Regions from separate parts of the Mus musculus genome. Here region 2 is linked to region 1. Evidence: chromatin contacts called from public promoter capture Hi-C data. All regions are on one chromosome and are shown on one strand. The core of a region is the stretch at or near the end of the contact, and the rest is flanking DNA. Distances in the headings are between cores, read along the strand shown. Region 1 holds the start of Gns (glucosamine (N-acetyl)-6-sulfatase). Region 2 holds the start of Mon2 (MON2 homolog, regulator of endosome to Golgi trafficking).

Region 1 (4,825 bases), core at 614-3,113:
CCCTATACACACATCCTACTGGTATAAAGAAGCAAACAGAAAAAGAGAAAGTTCTAGAGGCAAGTACCATTAACACAAAGTGAAAGACCTCGACTATACACAGACAACAGCTGTGCTAAGTGACAGTCACTAAGCTGGGGCACCTTATATGTAAGTAGTGGATTTTGTTTCCAACAGCAGTATTAAGGCTGACCTGTTGAGTACTCTGGGAGAGACAGCATTTTTTTTTTTTTCCTGAACAAAATACTTTTTTTTTTTTGAAATCCCAGCACCGGTGAAACAGAAGATGGATCTCTGTGAGTTCAAGGCTAGCCGCGGCTATACAGTGAGACCCTGTCTCAAAACGAAACAAAACACAACCAAACAAACGAAATAAAGCAAAGAGAAAGAGAAAGAAAGAGAAGAGAGCTATGGGAACTGTTGGAGGGAGGGATAATAAAACCTAAGAGGGAATTAAGTCAAGACTTTTGGTACAGGGGGTGGGGGCTCGCTCTGAGAGAGAACTGGCTTAGCAGGCCCTCCAGCAGGGTGGGAGGGGAGAAGAGATTCAACATCCTTATGGCTCAGGGGATACCACAACAGCAACAAGGCGATGAATGGGATCTATGTAGATATAGAGAAGGGCCAAGGGGATTGGTAACAGAACACCATCTAGAAAAAGACAGTTCGCGGAAGGCAAAGTGTTACTGCCCAGCCCAGAAATACACAGGCTCTGCTAACCATTATCACATGTGACACGTGGAAAACCAAAATGTTGGCTCACTAGACTCATTTCACAACTCACTGATCAGCTGGGACCAGCAACTTGAAGGACATTGAGCCAGGGTTAATGACCACACAGGAAAAAGTAGGACCCTCCTGCTTAGAGGTTTCACAGCTACCGCAATCAGCTGAAAGCAGAAGGAGAACCGAAAGAGGGAGAGAGTCTCGACTTGTTTCTTTTTCCTTTTTAGTGAGAGCAATGCTGACCCAGGACGGAATACCATTGGAGGGTTGGTCCTAATCTGCCTCCTCCCGCTCAGTGCTTTGGGCAAATCCCTAGAGCACCAATGGATGGAGATTGGCGTTCATGTTCCCAAAGGTCAAATTCCGGAACCTCGAAAGAGCAGAAGTGACTGGGAAGGAAATGCAGTCTTCATGACTAACACCCATTAGACCTAAATTGGAGCCCTGACAGTAATGCCTCAGCCAACTGTTCGATTAGGCCAATTGATTTTGGTTTTGATGCTTCTTAAGCAAAAACACTCTCTGTCAATAACAGCTCGACAGCCTACAAACCCACTTTTATAGCCACCACAGAAGCACGGATGCCGACGTCCCAGGTCCTCCGTGAAGAGGGCTGACGTGGCCTCGGATCTCCCTAATCAATCACTGGCCTCCACAGGTTTGCCCTGAGCGGCGAGTGTCCACTGCAGCAGTAAGGTCCAGGCTGGAGGCACCGTGCGCACGGTGCGAGCCTGTGGGTGAGCTCGGGGGAGGAAGCCGGGTCCCATGACTCGTCCAAGCTCCCGGAGGGCCCGGAGTGACCGCGCACAGCCACCCACGGCCAAGCGGCCCAGCAAAGGGGCAAGGGGAGGGCGTGGACACGAGTTACCATGCCGCCGAGCTCCGCGTCCTGGTCGTCGGTGAGCAGCAGCAGCACGTTGGGCCTGCGAGCCGCCCCCACGAGCCCCAGGCAGCCTCCCAGCAGCGGCAGCAGCAGCAGCGCCGGCAGGCGGCGGGGACGGCCCGGCCGGGGCCCGGCTGCCGAAGGGAGCCGCATGGCGGCCAAGCTCCGCGGGGGAACCGAGAGCTGCGGAGAGACGCCGGTGAGCGCAGGAGACGGGGTCAGGCTTTCTCTCCCTAGGCGAGATCACGTGAGGCGGGGCAGGGGGCGGGGCGCGTCGTCACGTGACGGGCGGCCGTGGGCGGGGCCTGGGGAGCGGCGGAGAGCCCGGGCGCTGGGCAGGGCTGGACAGAGCTAGGACCGCGCGGAGCCTGGCCTCGCCACTGGTTAGGCCTGCTCCTGATGCTGCAGGAGGAAGGACAGAGCACCGGAGATGAAGACAGGAGTCAGTCCGCTCATCTTCCCTCCAGAGTGAAGCAGCGCACGTGCTGTGAACACAAGATCAGCTGCTGGTTAAAGTCCCGGCCAGTCCTGGGGTTAATGGACAGCTCTGCCTGTGTCCTTTGACTTTTCACCTGTCGAGGTGAAGTTCTCATTTGGCTCAGCTGTTGTTATTCCACTTTCCTCGGCTGGCATGTACTTTCAAACAATTTAGGAACGTCTTTACGACGCTAGGAGCTCTGGTCAACGTTTCAAGTTTTAATCACACTTTAATTTACATTTATTTTTGTGGGTTTTGCGTGCTCACGCACCTTCCGCGGCACGTGTGTGGAGGTCGGAGGGCATCTTGCGGGCGTCAGTGCTTTCTTTCTGTGGAGTGAGTGCAGGGGATCTAACTCAGGCCCTCAGGCTTGGCGGCAGGTGCCTTGGCATCTTGGCCAGTCCTACTTGGTGAGTTTTTGCAAGCCTTCTTGGAAACTTAGAAGTGCATGGCTCAGTGGTTACGAGTACTAACTGCTGCTCTTCCAGAGGTCCTGAGTTCAAATCCCAGCAACCACATGGTGGCTCACAACCATCTGTAATGACATCCGATGCCCTCTTCTGCTGTGTCTGAGGACAGCTACAGTGTACTTATAATAAATAAATAAATAAATAAATAAATAAATCTTAAAAAAGAAAAGAAGTGCACGACCAGTAGCAACACATCCTTTGTTGAATGAAACCTCAAAAAATATTTTAAGTTAGCTAAAAAGTTAAGTTGCTGTTAGGGATTCCTGCGAGGTCAATGCACGATATACCAAGTGAGCACTGTTCTATGCAGAACAAAAGAAGGTACAGCCATTTGCCAGTTGATTGTGTGTTGGACTCACACCTTTGCGATTTCTTTTTAAAAGATTTATGTGCATGAGTGTCTGTCTGCATGCATGTATGTGTACTATGCTTGCCTAGTTCCTGGGGAAGTCAACGAGAGCGTCTGACCCTTGGGACTGGAGTTACAAATGGTTGTGAGGCACCACGAGGGTTCCTGGGAGTTGACATGGGTCCTCTGCAAGAGTACCATGTGCTCTTAACCACTGAGACATCTGTCAGACAACTGGACACAGAACCTTCGAAAAGTATTTTTCTTTTTTTTATTTTACATCTAAAAATAAAGCAGATAGTTTATAATAACATACAGTATTGTACAATTAATATAATATACAATAAAAATGTATAGGATCTCTGTGACCTATGAGACACGACAATGTAGTCCACCACTCACAGGACTGGAGTTAGAAAAAGAAGAAATAATTTTTTAAATGAAATAATAGCTTCAAAACGTCTAAATTTTGAGAAAATAAGATCCAAGGAACTCAGCCTCGTGCAGAAAAATCAGAGACAGTTTTCCCCTAGCCATGATGGCAAATACTCGCAATTCCAGCTCTTAGGACACTGGGAGAAAGAGGATTATACGTTTGAGGCTAACCTGGGCTTAGGCTATAAGAACCTGTCTAAAGAAAAAGAGTCTCGCTGGGCAGTGGTGGCGCACGCCTTTAATCCCAGCACTTGGGAGGCAGAGACAGGAGGATTTCTGAGTTTGAGGCCAGCCTGGGCTACAGAGTGAGTTCAAGAACAGCCAGGGCTACACAGAGAGACCCTGTCTCGAAAAAAAAATTTAAAAAAAAGAAAAGAAAAGAAAAAGAGTCATAAAAACTTACAGCTAGCCACCTACTTCACTGTAAAAGGCTACATAAATGTTAGCTTTCGAGGATGGTAACAAGAATGTTCGCTCTCAATACCCTGTTCAGCGTTATGGTTGCGGTTGTAGCCGTACAGAAGGAAATCATTCAGGCAGCTCCTCAGATGGCCATAAGGACGTAGTTCAATGGGGGAGGGTGCTTACTTAGCCTGACAGGAGCTCTATGTTCAAGTCCAAGGATTGCATAAATCGAGCCTGGGAGCAACACATTCGATCCAGCTGTAATCCCAGCACCTAGGAGGCCGAGATAGGAGCGCCTGAAGCATAAGGTTTTCAGCTACTAAGCTAGTTTTAAGCCAGATTGGCAAATTAATTAACTAGTTAATTAAGGGCCCATAAATAGATGCATCATAGTAAAAAAAAAATATGTTGAAAGACATAGGGAGGGAAGCAGCAAGAGAAACATGTTTACCTGTTACAAAGACTCCAAAGGACTCCAAGAAAACCAGCAGACACCAGACACAATGCAAGTCTCCTGGGCTGCTACAATGTTCTGCCCTCTACTTTAGCAATACCGCTTTGCACATGCGGGTTTGACTGTAGCTCACGTCAGAGTTATCATAAATTGTAGAGTTAGCCATGCTGAAAATTATGCTATGGGCCTAGTGCTGCTCAGAGGTGACCCCTGGGAAGTTTGTTCCTTTTTCAGCAACCTCTCCGATACACTGCCTCTCTATGAGATTTGGTCAGATTATCCATATATAGTTTAAGTGATACTAATTTAAAAAACGTAAAGTAATGTAAATGAGGAAAATAGCTAATAAAAATATTTTTAAAAAGTCAATGAAAAAAAACCCGTAAAGTATTTCTTACTTTTCTTTCTAAGATTTATTTATTTATTTATTTTATGTATATGAGTACCCTGACTTCATGCACACCAGAAGAGGGCATTTGGTCCCATTACAGATGGTTGTGAGCTACCTTGTGGTTGCTGAGATATGAACTCAGGATCTCTAGAAGAGCAGCCTCTGATTCCACTCCAGGGATTCTGGCATGGCCTCCTAGACTCTTTGGGAACCCACGCATGTATGCGCACCCTC
Region 2 (4,825 bases), core at 1,377-3,876, 1.7 Mb before region 1:
TTGAACTCAGGAAACTCTGGAAGAGCAGACAGTGCTCTTAACCACTGAGCCTTCTGGCTCATTGTTAAAGAGATAAAAGTGTAGGGACCTAGTGGCAACTGTCGGTTGCAGGGGGAGAGGTGCTATTTTCTTTGGCAGTTGTACCTACTGGAAAGTAGCCCATGCTGCAGAAATAATCTCTTATCCATGCTCATGCAAGCAATCTTCAACTCAGTGACACACACACATGCATACACATATGCACGCTTGCACAAACAAGCACACACTTAAGCACACAAATATGCACACATGTGCACACATGCACAAATAAGCACAAACATATGCACACACATGCACATGTGCACACATATGCGCACATGCACACAAACAAGCACACATGTGCATACATACACAATATGAAAATTAGAGGAAACTTCTTAGGAAGGAGAGTTTCAGCATAGGGAGGAGGAATGGGAGAATGAGATAGTAATGAAGATGGGAGTTATTACAACCTACTATACACACATACGAAGCTGACAAAAATAAGTAAACTAATCAAAATATTCTTAAAAGGTACCAGGAGAACAGGCTGACTTCCCATTTTTCAATGTGAAGAGGGAACATCAAGAAAAAAAGAATTTCACTGATTATTATGTTTGGACACCACAGAAGAACTGTGTGAGTGATGACCTGTAATGAGCCCTTATTTTTTTTATTTTTTATTTTTTTGAGCCTTTATTTTCTAACATCACTTTGAAGCACACGTCTTTCCTCTCAGCTCTGGAGAGGCAGAGGCAGAGGCAGAGGCAGAGGCAGAGGCAGAGGCAGAGGCAGAGGCAGAGGCAGAGGCAGAGGCAGAGGCAGAGGCAGAGGCAGAGGCAGAGGCAGAGGCAGAGGCAGAGGCAGAGGCAGAGGCAGAGGAGGCAGAGGCAAAGGCAGAGGCAGAGAGGCAGAGGCAGAGGCAGGCAGAGCTCTGTGAGTCTGAGGCTGGCCTGGTCTACCTAGTGAGTTTTAGGACATCCAGAGCTACACAGTGAGACCCTGTCTCAAAGAAAACAAAACAAAACAACAACAACAACAAAAGCAAAACAAAATTTCAACTTGAATTCCTCAACTCTACAAAGGTGTCAAAGATGAAAGAAAATTATTTTCAGTAAGTTGTGCCAAAGCTATCTATAATAAACCCAAAACATTGTGTTAGAATCTGTGTTAGTAGCCCAGTTATTAGATCATTTCAGAAAACTTCAAAATACAGCTCCCAACTCAAAGAAAGTAAGACCTAATCTGTTCTGTAGCCCAACATGAAGGACCAAGGCTCAGGAAGACAGATTCAGGTTGCCCCCAAACACCACCATCCAACACAGTAGCATTTTCATAAAGTTTTTATAACAAAGCAAAGACTCCCTTAAGGCATTTGACAAATGCATTAGAGCAGGGGTTCTCAGCCTTCCTAACGCTGCCACCATTTAACACAGTTCCTCATGTTGTGCTGACTCCCAACCAGAAAATTATCTTCAATACTACTTCGTAACTGTAATCTTGCTACTGTTATGAACAATAGCATAAATATCTGACGGTCTTAGGCCACCCACCCCTGTGAAAGGGTAGTTCCACTCAGAGGTTGAGAACATCAGGTAGGTGAGTTACAGCAAAACTGGAAACTTTCTGTCACGCCCCTCAGGGACTATCTGATAGTGATCGCCTTTGAGTCATTGGAAGTTAGGAATCTGATGGCACATTCCAAAAAAAAAAAAAAAAAAAAAAAAAAAAAAAAAAAAAGACAAGGGTGTTAGGTCAAACACAGAGATGACAGTAAGTGGATACCTGGGGGCAAAAGATAACCAAGATAGTTAGATTCTAGACTTGCAACATTCCATCTTCCCATAATCAAGACGTTCCAATCAGTCTCACAGACATAGCTTAACACAGACATAGCTTCCTCCTCTTCCAACTTCAATCCACACAGGCTGGCTTTGCTCATCCGAACAATACGCTGAAATTATTTCTGCTTCCTGCTTATTACAACAGAGAAATGTCTTGGGCAAAAATAGACTCACCTGGAACATCGAAAAAGCTCACGTTAGTTTTTGCCTTACATTTATTTGGCACTTCTGATCTAATGAATTGGTTCCTTATTTGAGCGTCAATTACCTAGTATGTTCTAGGTATACAGTCAGGGAGGTGGGTGGGTGGGGCGGGGAGATAACAAAAACAAAGCAAAATAAAAACATAAAAGGGATCTGTCGGTGGAAGGCGGGGAGGGGGCGGGGAGCAGGAGGAGTCTTGTTAACAGATAAGGAAAATCAGGGACGACTCCGCAGTTAAATAAACCAAAGTCAGTCGATTTGGATAACTCCGCAGGATTGTCGTTTAGGTTCCCCAGGCCGGGGAGGTAGGAGCAAGACGCTGATTTGTGTTTTAAGTCAGGGGGGTGGGGATCAAGGAGGCAGAAGTGACGGACAAGACAAATTCATTTTTTAAAAAAAGCAAATATTTATAGCAGAAGAGAATGGATCACAAACAGACGTAGGGAGACACCTCCGATCATCCCCAGGTTACCAGCCAGCCAAAAAAAACAGGACGCGCCTGCGCAGCTGTGCCGGCCACCTGCGTCGACGGCGGGGGCGGGGTCCGCACTGCCCAGCTGGAGCTCGTTCTGGGCTTCTCGCTCGGCCCCGCCCCTCCAGAGACTCGCCTCCGGATTGGCCCGGGCGGGGGCGGGGCCCGGAGTCCGGAAGTGCGGCTGACGTGTCCGGGCCGCGCTCGGAATTGTGGGCGACTGGGCTAATGGCGTCGGCGGGTCTGGGCACCCGGGGCGGGCATCGCTGAAGCTTGTGGCCAGCTCGGCCGGTGACGCCCGCCGTGGCCAGGCCCCGCGGCAGCGGGAGGGACCTGCCCGTCTGGTGGGCTCCTGAGCCGGCGCCGGTGGAGCCTGGTGGGGCTGCACCGCTGCGGGCAGGTTTCGGCGAGCGGCCGGCGGCGGTGCGGGGCGGCCCGGGGGGAACTCGGGCACGCCTCGGGAGACGCAGCCCGGCTCCGGCCGTGCGCCCGCCCGCCCGCCCGCCCGCCGAGCCCTGGGCCCCGGCTAAGGAAGACTGAGGAGCCGCCGGCTGGCTGCGGGCCGCGCAAGCTGCTGACAGTGCCTGCTTGGTAGTGCTGGTCCCAGATCGGCGGTGACCTGGAGGGACCATGTCCTGCACCAACAGCCCCGAGGCTGTGAAGAAGCTGCTGGAGAATATGCAGAGCGACCTGCGGGCCTTGTCACTAGAATGCAAGAAGAAGTTCCCACCTGTCAAGGAGGTAGGTCCCAGGCGACGTCAGGGGCGGGGGGGGGGAACGTCACGAGCGCTCCCTGGTCCTCGTAGACCGCTTTCCTCGATTCCCCAACACCTATACTAATTTTCATTCCGCCAGTTAAGTTTGGTGATTGCCCAGCAAAGGCTGTTCGTAGAATTCTTTTGAGAGTTCCAAGGAGATTTGATTTCTTCCATTCTCTTGTTATGTTTATTTCGGAGCGAAGTTCCATGAGTGAGCCGGTTTGGTGACACTCGAGTCAGGTATATTGCTCCTAAGAATGAGTATCCACCGCTGTAGCGGAATCCGTTCTCCATACTTAGGTGGGCATAGTGTGTGGGAACATTTCCTTCTTGTCTGTGTTATTCAGCCCACCTAAAAATCTAATCGTCGTGATAAACTAGAGCCCCAAATTACAGCAAATGGTCAAGGCCTACGATAACCATGTTAAGCCCTGCACAAGCAGTATTCTAGTAGGATGCTTTGCAAAACAAATATATCTGAGTATATATAGCCTCTTGGGTGCATAATTTGTTGTTGTTGTTGTTGTTGTTGTTGTTGTTTTTCAGCTGTAGAATAGCTGAAAATTGTGGTACCAGTATAGGAGACCGGGTGTGGTAGCCAAACTTTTAGCTCCAATACTCAGATGCGAGTGGATCTCTGTGAGTTAGAGAGTGGACACCAGGACAACCAGGGTACATAAAGAGACCTTGTTTCCAAAACCGATGGTGGTGATGGTGATGATGACTGGGGCTCACAGGACGAGTATCAGGGAGCTCAATGTATGCTAATAAAATTTTCCAGATATTGAATTGAAAAATTGAGTTTAGTCACTAATGCCTGACTTTTTTCTTTTAAGATTCCATTTTTGTTGAAATATTTTAAAAACTGCCCTTTCACATTTTTAAACTATTGTAGTTCAGGGGTCAGGCTCGGCAGTTAAGAGCACTTGCTGCTCTTCCAGAAGTCCCTTGTTCAATTCCCAGCACCTACATGGTGGCTCACAATCTTGTGTAATTCCAGTTTCAAGGGATCTGACCTCTTTCTTCTGGTCTCCAAAGACACCAGGCACACATGTGGTGTGCAGGCATACCTACAAGCAAAACACCCATACAAATATAACAAAAATGAATACATCTAAAAAAAAACTTTAAAAATAGTGTAGTTCAAAGATATGTAAAAATAGTTAATTTTATTTCCTAGTTAATATAGCTTACTTAGTATACCTGAAATTTTATCATACTACTTGCTATTAAATGTTACAGAGTGAGTTCATATTTTTCTACTTACAACTATCTTTATGAATACTGTAAGAAGTTTTATAATTAGAACTTGACTAGTAAAGTTTAGAATGCAGACTTGTCAGGAATCTTGAAATTTTCCATGAGTGCCTTGCTTTTACCTGTTTGTTCCAGTTACCTTTAGTCCCAGCACTTGGGAGGCAGAGGCAGGTGGATTTCTGAGTTCAACGCCAGTCTGGTCTACAAAGTGAGTTCCAGGACAGCCAGGGCTACACAGAGAAACCCTGTCTCGAAAAACAAACAAAAAAAAA

Evidence for each region. Capture Hi-C pulls out chosen DNA fragments and counts their contacts.
Region 2: a contact with region 1 is called in a promoter capture Hi-C map of liver, with 3 times the contacts expected there. The contact joins the promoter of Mon2 here to the promoter of Gns in region 1. A contact is called at or near these places in 1 of 39 promoter capture datasets (pre-B cells), 1 of 115 datasets of contacts at active chromatin or transcription factors (fibro-adipogenic progenitors) and 2 of 9 other capture datasets (adipose tissue and liver).

What each region holds. Positions count from the first base shown.
Region 1 is chr10:121,362,128-121,366,952 of GRCm38.p6, reverse strand. Gns (glucosamine (N-acetyl)-6-sulfatase) reads right to left here and starts at 1,863. Exons shown (of 14, transcript NM_029364.4): 1 at 1,595-1,863. The coding sequence starts at 1,762. Gm51786 (a long non-coding RNA gene) reads right to left here. Exons shown (of 3, transcript XR_003948972.1): 3 at 3,686-4,019.
Region 2 is chr10:123,074,306-123,079,130 of GRCm38.p6, reverse strand. It overlaps Mon2 (MON2 homolog, regulator of endosome to Golgi trafficking), which reads left to right and starts at 2,626. Exons shown (of 36, transcript NM_001163024.1): 1 at 2,626-3,279. The coding sequence starts at 3,169.